Linked DNA regions of Xenopus laevis: region 2 is linked to region 1. A link is a contact called in public Hi-C data. All regions are on one chromosome and are shown on one strand. Each heading gives the region's core, a stretch centred on a gene start, on an enhancer-like site or on the middle of the called end of the contact. The rest is flanking DNA. Distances are from core to core; before and after follow the strand shown.

What was found. A called contact is a pair of places that touch in the nucleus more often than the background predicts.
Region 2: a Hi-C map of the XL177 cell line shows a contact between it and region 1, with 4 times the contacts expected there. The contact joins the enhancer-like site here to the promoter of gpr157.L in region 1. A contact is called at or near these places in 2 of 4 Hi-C or Micro-C datasets (the XL177 cell line and the XTC cell line).

The regions. Positions count from the first base shown.
Region 1 is chr7L:92,047,944-92,052,865 of Xenopus_laevis_v10.1, forward strand. gpr157.L (G protein-coupled receptor 157 L homeolog) reads right to left here and starts at 2,323. Exons shown (of 5, transcript NM_001092098.1): 1 at 2,279-2,323.
Region 2 is chr7L:92,102,345-92,107,266 of Xenopus_laevis_v10.1, forward strand. No RefSeq gene overlaps it. Among protein-coding and RNA genes, the nearest start is that of h6pd.L, 11 kb to the right of the region's middle. Within about 2 kb of position 2,992, at least 2 of the 7 cell types and tissues checked have an H3K27ac peak or open chromatin away from gene starts, as enhancers often do.

The DNA of each region.
Region 1 (4,922 bases), core at 1,073-3,572:
AGTATAAAGCTACACTATATCACAAGTATAAAGCTACACTATATCACAAGTATAAAGCTACACTATATCACAAGTATAAAGCTACACTATACCACAAGTATAAAGCTACACTATATCACAAGTATAAAGCTACACTATATCACAAGTATAAAGCTACACTATATCACAAGTATAAAGCTACACTATACCACAAGTATAAAACTACACTATACCACAAGTATAAAGCTACACTATATCACAAGTATAAAGCTACACTATATCACAAGTATAAAGCTACACTATATCACAAGTATAAAGCTACACTATATCACAAGTATAAAGCTACACTATATCACAAGTATAAAGCTACACTATACCACAAGTATAAAACTACACTATACCACAAGTATAAAGCTACACTATATCACAAGTATAAAGCTACACTATATCACAAGTATAAAGCTACACTATATCACAAGTATAAAGCTACACTATATCACAAGTATAAAACTACACTATACCACAAGTATAAAGCTACACTATATCACAAGTATAAAGCTACACTATACCACAAGTATAAAGCTACACTATATCACAAGTATAAAACTACACTATACCACAAGTATAAAACTACACTATATCACAAGTATAAAGCTACACTATACCACAAGTATAAAGCTACACTATACCACAAGTATAAAGCTACACTATACCACAAGTATAAAGCTACACTATACCACAAGTATAAAGCTACACTATACCACAAGTATAAAGCTACACTATATCACAAGTATAAAGCTACACTATATCACAAGTATAAAGCTACACTATATCACAAGTATAAAACTACACTATACCACAAGTATAAAGCTACACTATATCACAAGTATAAAGCTACACTATATCACAAGTATAAAGCTACACTATACCACAAGTATAAAGCTACACTATACCACAAGTATAAAGCTACACTATACCACAAGTATAAAGCTACACTATACCACAAGTATAAAGCTACACTATATCACAAGTATAAAGCTACACTATACCACAAGTATAAAGCTACACTATATCACAAGTATAAAGCTACACTATATCACAAGTATAAAGCTACACTATATCACAAGTATAAAGCTACACTATATCACAAGTATAAAGCTACACTATATCACAAGTATAAAGCTACACTATATCACAAGTATAAAGCTACACTATATCACAAGTATAAAGCTACACTATATCACAAGTATAAAGCTACACTATATCACAAGTATAAAGCTACACTATATCACAAGTATAAAGCTACACTATATCACAAGTATAAAACTACACTATACCACAAGTATAAAGCTACACTATATCACAAGTATAAAGCTACACTATATCAGAAGTATAAAGCTACACTATATCACAAGTATAAAGCTACACTATATCACAAGTATAAAGTAAAGCTACACTATATCACAAGTATAAAGCTACACTATATCACAAGTATAAAGCTACACTATATCACAAGTATAAAGCTACACTATATCACAAGTATAAAGCTACACTATATCACAAGTATAAAGCTACACTATATCACAAGTATAAAGCTACACTATATCACAAGTATAAAGCTACACTATATCACAAGTATAAAGCTACACTATATCACAAGTATAAAGCTACACTATATCACAAGTATAAAGCTACACTATATCACAAGTATAAAGCTACACTATATCACAAGTATAAAGCTACACTATATCACAAGTATAAAGCTACACTATATCACAAGTATAAAGCTACACTATATCACAAGTATAAAGCTCCAGCAGCTAGTGTAGTTAACTCTACTCCCTCAAGAGAAGCCCTTCTGGCACCAGCCCAATTAATAGGAGTCCCATATTCTTAATGGTTTGCTGCGTCACTTGAGTGAAGTCGCCATGGGAAAAGCTTGCAGCAGCTGGACATTGGGTTACCTGACCACCAGGAGCAGAGCTGGACCCCTGTAAATAGCAAGGCTGAAGGAATAACAAGGCAAACTAGGCAACGTTTTCCTTATTAGAGACTATTCGGCACAGGCAATGGCAACTACACAAACAACACGTTTCAGTGAAATCGCTCTTGTATAAGCAGCTAACAACGCTCAGAGAATGGTCACTTCCAGGCGGGTATTCATGACCCTAAATCAGTGCAGCTGCCGAGCACTCGTAGGGTCATTAGGGGCTGAGTATGTACTGAACAGACTGCTTATGAGGAGACCGTGTGTAACGTGTAATAACCCCGCTCCACCAGCAGCCACACACCGACTTACCTCTGCCTCTCAGTCGCGGGGACTTTATTCCGTCGGCATTCTCACTCTCTCAACCCGAAGTGTAGGGGGAGGAGCCTCAGCGTGGGACAGCCGGAAGGGGACGGGATGAGCGTATCAGCGGCTGAGATTTGTGCTACTCTATTGGGTAAGGGTCAGACTTGCGGAATGTTGTGTTCACAGCAGCCGAGCATTGGCGGAATTAGAGGGTCCCCTTATGTTATTCCCTATTTTCATGTCATTTTCCCGCTGCCCTTTTTGCTGCTGCATCATCTCCTCAAATAGCAGTAGGGTTAGGCGGACGGAAAGGCAGTAAATACGGCTTGGGAGTCGAGCTGTGCTTGTAACGCACTTCCATCCAATTACGCGCGCGCCGTATTGACGCGGCGGCGCCTGAACTGAACAAAATAAGGGAGTCAAATATGGCGGGTATGTGGCAGGAATAAGGAAAGAAGGGAAAAACAAGTGCAGAGAACAGAATGGGGCAATAAGATTTTTTATGGTGTGGCCTGAGAAGCAGAAAAAAGAAAACTGGCAGCACCCCTGGGTCTGGACTGGGAGTCAAAATAGGCTCTGGCATTTCAGGTACACAGAGGCCCAAACAGCTTCCACCAGCCCAATAAATAGTGAGAGTCTATGGGATTTTACAGCAGCCCCTCTGGCATTTGCCAGAATCCACAGATTACTAGTCCCTGCCTGGCACCCACAGATATGTACCTAGAGATCATGCCCTGGCCCCGCCTATACTGCATCCTCCCACCATTGTTTAAACACAATGCTCATAACTAAAACAAAAAAAAAAACCTTGGATGTAAATAAAACTTAAAGTTCTGTATTGGGCATTCATCTACCCAAAGCCCAAGGAATGGCTGGGAAATGAAATATTGTATAATAGTGCACCCCAGCTAAGTACACCAGTCCTTTTTTTTTTTTTTTTTTTTTTATAGAAAAGGACATGGTGTTGAGTTTTGATGACTGGAGAGAGCCTTTACTTGTCCTTTAAAATATAAAAAGGGGAACCACAAAACAAATGTACAATTGCACAGAGTTTACACCTCTTCTGATGTTTCTCTGCCTTATCACTCAGTTGACAATGAGTAATAGAACTGAGCATAGAAGTGTCAGAAGAGAAATCTCTGCTAAGTAATTTAAAGGAGAAGGAAAGATAGGGGTCAGACCGTCAGGTGAATTCAGTAGCTAAATTAATTCCCCAGGCCCTAGGGAACATCTAAAGCTAAAGAGCTAAAATTGTTTAGTATACTGCATAGGTGTCTAGTGAGGGATGCATGGGAAGTAATGGTAAGATGAAAGCACAGGAGATTTAATTCACTGAGGTGGCTGATAGGCTGGCACCCACAGTGAATTCAGCATTACTTGTCTTGTATGGCTTGTTATTTAGACCACAAGCCATCCTTATAGATATTTTGAACAGTCTCTGATTTATAAATAGCTTTATGTAGATAAGGCCTCCAAATTCATGTAAAGGTAAGGTCCCACCAGTGACCTACAAATGTAAAGTTTAATTTATGAATTTGAAAGGGCACCTTTGGTTCTTTTTCTTATGGGACTAAAGATCCTCAATATCTGTTTATAATGTTCCATAAAGTACTTGTACATTACACCTAGCAAACTCCTTTTGTCCAGAAAAAATAACCCAAACCATGACAGTCTACCCTCATAGTCTTAACTCTAGTCTGAACTCAAATATATTTCTCTATTATGAAAAATGCAATTTGCAGGTAATTTAGAAAGCTTAGGTTGTCCGCATTAAAAATATAAAATTAGCTATAACTGACCTTGAATGAATTTTGCATGCCAGCTGATTAAAATACCTGGATGAGATCTGACTCCTGCTACATTGTTTTTGGAGGCAGATTCAGGGAAGAGAAAGGGCTAAACACATACTGTTTATTATGACCGTTTAATGTAACCTTAATCTCATGGAAATAGTAATATTTAAAAATATGTTTAAACATGTTGCACCATTTGTTAAATAATAAATATTTCTATATTCGAGAGTTAGCTCTAACACTGTCTAGACAAAAGAATCACACACCAGTTAAGTATATGACCGTCTATCAAAATCTGACTCTGACTCATGCATGATGTTTCCTTTTTATTCTGACACAAATTAGTGCATTAATAAGTTATTTGAATGAACAGCTTTCCATATCTTGCCAGTTCTAATCCTCTGGAAAGGTCATGTAATTCCTGGTTATCACAAGCAGGTTCAATGTCCATCTCTGGCCAGTAGGCGTCACTGCAATACTGAGAATAAATTGACATTTTTATTTGATGTGTCAGTTCTGGAAAGTTGCACTATTAGGGATAAACCACAAGACAGATTTTTATCAGATTTTTATCAGATTTTGTGGGTCAGATTTTATCTGATCTTGCCATGCAACAGCTCAAGATTTTGTAGGATCCTACTAAATCTGATACCCATAGCTAGAATGTAAAGTTGGATCAGATAAAGCCAGATGGTGTAGTTCATGCATCTATATCCGACATATACATGTATTTCAATGAGTAAAAAAGTCCGTCAGACACCATCTCGTTGGATGAAGCATACAGCAATTCTTCCATGTAGTTTATACATTTTTCAAGATCTCAGGCAGTAGGTGGGAAAATAATAGGGGTGTAAGTT
Region 2 (4,922 bases), core at 1,742-4,241, 55 kb after region 1:
ACTCCCCATCCTTCTTTCTCCGGCAGGTTTTGCTGCTCTGCAGATCTCGTGAAGGAGAAAGATTTCGCACTACGGCACTCTTAAAGCTGTATTACACCCCCCTTCTTTTTTTCTGGCACTGTGAGGAGAGCAGACAATTACTTTAAGTATGACTTTGCAATGAGCGTTAATTAGTTCCTAGCACAGTTAAACAGATAAACCACCCAGCGGAAAATTTAATTGATTTACCACACACAGGCAAAAAGAGATCTGAATGAAAGGCTGCCCACTTACAACCCTAACCATTTCACTGTGTATTTAAAGAAAAAGGATAATGCTATTCATAAAGACATACTGTAGATGTGATTTTTTTTTATCACATAAGTACATACTAGCAGTGTGCACTGATCCATTAAATACACTGATTTCTATACAACAGTCAGGGAAAGAATTCCCCTTCAGCTGACCTCAGAGCTCTATCACCTCAGTGCCATGGAAATTCTTGGATCGACTTATAAGCAAGTTATGCATTAATAAACCCCACTGTGGCACAAAGTGTGTTCTTTTTAGGTAGGTGATAACCCAAATTGAAAATGAAATTATCACCAGTCAGCAAGTGACAGCATCTCTGCATCCCACAGGATCGCCTCCTCCTCTGTGAAATCATTGCTCAGCAAAGGATGTATTGATCAATGACAAGCCAAGAAATATATACATGAGTATAGAGCGTCCCGGGAGACCAGGGGCAGGGAATATAGTGCAGGCTACTGATGCTGAACAGATAATATCTTCTAATCCATATGCACGCAAACTATTATGCACAATCTGGAGAAAGGAAATGTAGAAACAATAACCATTGCTAAAAATATAAAGGATTGTGTAGTTTGTCTAGTGTAGGGTGATGCAGGACAATGGAATTGGAATTTCTACAAATTAAACAGCTCAAAAATAAGAATAGGCCTCATAAACTACAGACTATGGGATGATTTGAAATCAGTGCAGTCAGTCAAATAATATTAAGATGGCCACAATTGGACAAGCATGCATATCCTGATCTGATTTGGAAGGTGCAACAGAATGCTGCAAATCATGACAACCATTCATATTTGTTTTTCTCTATGATGTTTAATAGAATTATTTGGCTCTATTTATATAGTGCCACAGCAAAACCCGAAATGTACAATGTTTTCTGTGTTTTTTCCAGAATCGCTTGTTTTTTTCGGGCTTTGAACCAAAAAGCCAGAATTTTCGGATTTTTGCCTGAAAAGTCCGAAATGGTTGGATTTTCAGGCTAATTTCTCCACAGACCACAGTAAGGTCAAAATAACATAGGGACCCTTGCCATTGACTTATACACAACCTCGGCAGGTCTGAGATTGCGCATTTTCAGATATGGGCTTTTTGCTGCATCGGGCTTTAATAAATTTCGAACGTTTTGCATTTTAAAAAAAACCTGAAAACCTTGAGTTTTTCCCCAAAGCCCGTCCGGAGTTTAGTAAATAACCCCCCCCACACACACAGATTATGGTCAATTTTATCTGTAAAAAGTAACCTCCCTATATGTTTAGAGTATGGGAGAAAACTAAAATGGAAGGAACCCTTTCCAGCATGGGAAAGGAGAATATAGAAACTCCTTGCAGAACATCCTTACATTATTCCCTATATATTTTTTTATTATATTACACATAAGGTGGCCATACAGAGGCCGATAAAAGCTGCCGACAGACCGAGTCGGCAGCCTATTGGCCAGTGTATGGGGCCCTCCGACGGGCTTCCCCGATCAATATCTGTCTGAAGATCTCCCAGATGTCGATCTAAAAATTCAGAGGTATCGCGGACGGCATCTTTTCATTGATGCTAGGGCCTATGATCAGATCAGTCCAATATCTCCCACCTCAAGGTGGGCACATTGGGGAGAGATCCGCTCGTTTGGCAACATCACCAAACAAGAGGATCTCTCTGTGTATGGACACCTTTACTTGCATGCAGTCAGCCATACATGACATGACTACTATATTATCAGCCACTGCATGACCACTTAATAGTCACTACCACTTATGGTTCTGCTGCTGCCCCATATATGGGATTCAAATCATTCCCTGGGTCACTTTACAGTGGACCAATGCACCACATTATGTGGCTCATCTGCCATATTTGATTTATTTCATGGTCATGCAATTGTGTATAAGCATCCCTTTTTAATAAATAAATGAAATATACAGGAGACAGTTGGCAACCAACCTATCCTATTTTCTGAAACTGCCTCCAATGGGGGCCATACCTGCAATGATAATCAGATAAACTGCCTGTCCATATTGTGGATAGTTTTCCTGGGATCCAATTTCTGCCTTGCAAAAAACCAGACAGCAAGTCTATAACATGAGAAGTGCTTTAAGGCACTATAATTAATAGATGGAAATGCTACTGGAAAAAGCTCTAGGTATTAATTGGAAACAGAGCCTGTTATTTTTGTTATTTTATAAAAGCACTGCAGTTGTATTAAGTGTATTTATAAATGTTTAAAAGCATGGGAATAATAATAACAATGGGTCCAGAACAAGAATATAGATACAGGAGATTTAATGCTGGCGAGCATTTAATGGGGTATTCGCTAAAAAATATTATAATAAAACATAACAAAGAAAACTTTGTTGTTGATTGTAAGCTTCTTAGGTTATTTCCCACCTTCCCAATGTGTCAGACATTCAGATCTTTGTATATAATGTGTATATATACACAGTGCTATATAGAATAGAAAGAACATTGTTACAGTATTATGAAGCTGCAGGAACTTATAAGCAGCTTTGCTACAGGCACAGTGGAAAAGTGGCCTGCCTGCAGCCACAGATAATATGTAGCAATTCATTTACCTGATCCGTGTCTCTTTGCAGCTGCAGCTCCGATCGGCTCTAAGCGACTAATCGTGCCGGCCATGGAAAAGCCTGTCCTTTCCTTCTCAGCAGACACAGACTTGTCCCCTGATGCTGCTGCAACAATGCAGAGATGTGGCTGGCTCCGTCCCCTCGGCCAGACAGACCTACAGTCTCAGCGACTATTCACACTGCCCTCCAGAAGCCTCTATGCGGGCAAGTTAGAACATGTTCAAAGTTAGATAGTAGAGCATCAGGAAACTGTGCAGTTTGGTTATGGCAGCATGTGTGCATTCCCAAACAGAATTATACACTTATTTGTTATATATTATATATATACACATCCTTATATATATAAATATACATCTATATATATATATATATATATATATATATATATATATATATATATATATATATATATATATATATATATATATATATATATATATATATATATACATCTATATATATAGATCCTTATCAATGAGTGACAATAGAGTTCACCAGAGAGGAATTCCCCACCAGAGCTCTCTATTTACTTGTGTAGTATATTAAATGTTGTGTGTGGTTGTTTTTTTGTATTTTGCACCTTGTCAGCCATCACAAGAAAACGTCGAAAATGCTACGATCTGTGGGGAATCAACCAAGGTAAAACACTTTTGTTGCATAATTGCGCAAAAATGCAGGTGGTGCTGTACGGATTTAGGATGCAAGTCTTTTACCTTTGGCGATTCCCATGGATAAAGGCGATTCTCTACCTGGTACCAGCCTACAGCTGCTATTGCATATCTCCCAACTGTCCCGTTTTCAGAGGGACAGTCCCTCGTTTGTACAGGAAAGTCACGTTTTTCCCTGCACAGAACAGCCAGAAAAAGAAACAATGTTTCTAACTTAATTGGCTTTTGGCAGAGAGCCCAGAACAGCCACAGCTGCATATAAGATACTTTTGTAACAATTTCAAGATAATTGTAACAATATAAGATAACAGGTCCCTTGGGAGAAGTTAGACTCACAGCTTAAAGGGCAATTCACCTTCATTAGCAAAACTGTAATAACTGAAAAAAAAACACAGAAATATATTCAAACTTTAATTAGGGGTGTGGCCACAAAAATGGTTGTAGTCAAAAAAATTTGCTGCACTAGATGCACCAACTTTTTGCCTCTTTTTTTATTTTCAAAATGTTGGGAGATATGGTATTGCGAAGCTGCCCCCCTGCTCTATTTATCTGAACCACTTTCACTTGCATATGCTCACACGCAGTGGAGCAGAGGTCAGCCCAAAGATGCCTCCTTTCGCATATTTAGGCTGATCTTCGCTCCCAATTCAAATCAATTGAGCTGCGGCATGGAGTGGATCTAACCTTGTCCTAAAGAGTTGCAGTTTCTAGTTTTTTTTATTGTATGTTTTTTGTGTTATTTCCTTCCAATTTAGAGTTTAAGGGTTAAATATTAATAAATAGTTCAACCCACTATCTGAATAAATGCTTTTTTTCTAGGTCATAAACTAGAGGAATATATATATATATATATATATATATATATATATATATATATATATATATATTCATAAAAGAAATGCTCAGCTGGTCTTTTACTGTACATAAAAGGAGTCTAACAGGGTCATTTTATGGCTGCGGTGAGGGACCTGCATGATGGGTAACTGGCTGCAGCCATTTATGGATCTTTTTACACTGCACTGGCCATGCAGCAATGGAGAGATGAATTACAATGGCTTGTATTACTGCAGTAACATCTGCAATGACCAAGATTATATGAACGTGGTTCCCTATGGAATATAAATCCACACAGGGAAAACGACAGGAAGCTTAGTTTAAAGGAGATATTTGATAGAAAATCAAAATCTTTGTATTTTGTAGGCATTGACTTCTTTTCATTGCATTTGTTTTTTACTTTATCACCATTACATTTCGAAATATTGGCCCAGCTCTGATCCTAGCAATCAAAATGTAGATCGTAAAGATAGACTTTTAACCTGTTCATCTTCTAGCCTGTCATCCATACCACAACATAATATTATTAAATTAAAATTTTCTGTATTTCTTTAAGGGA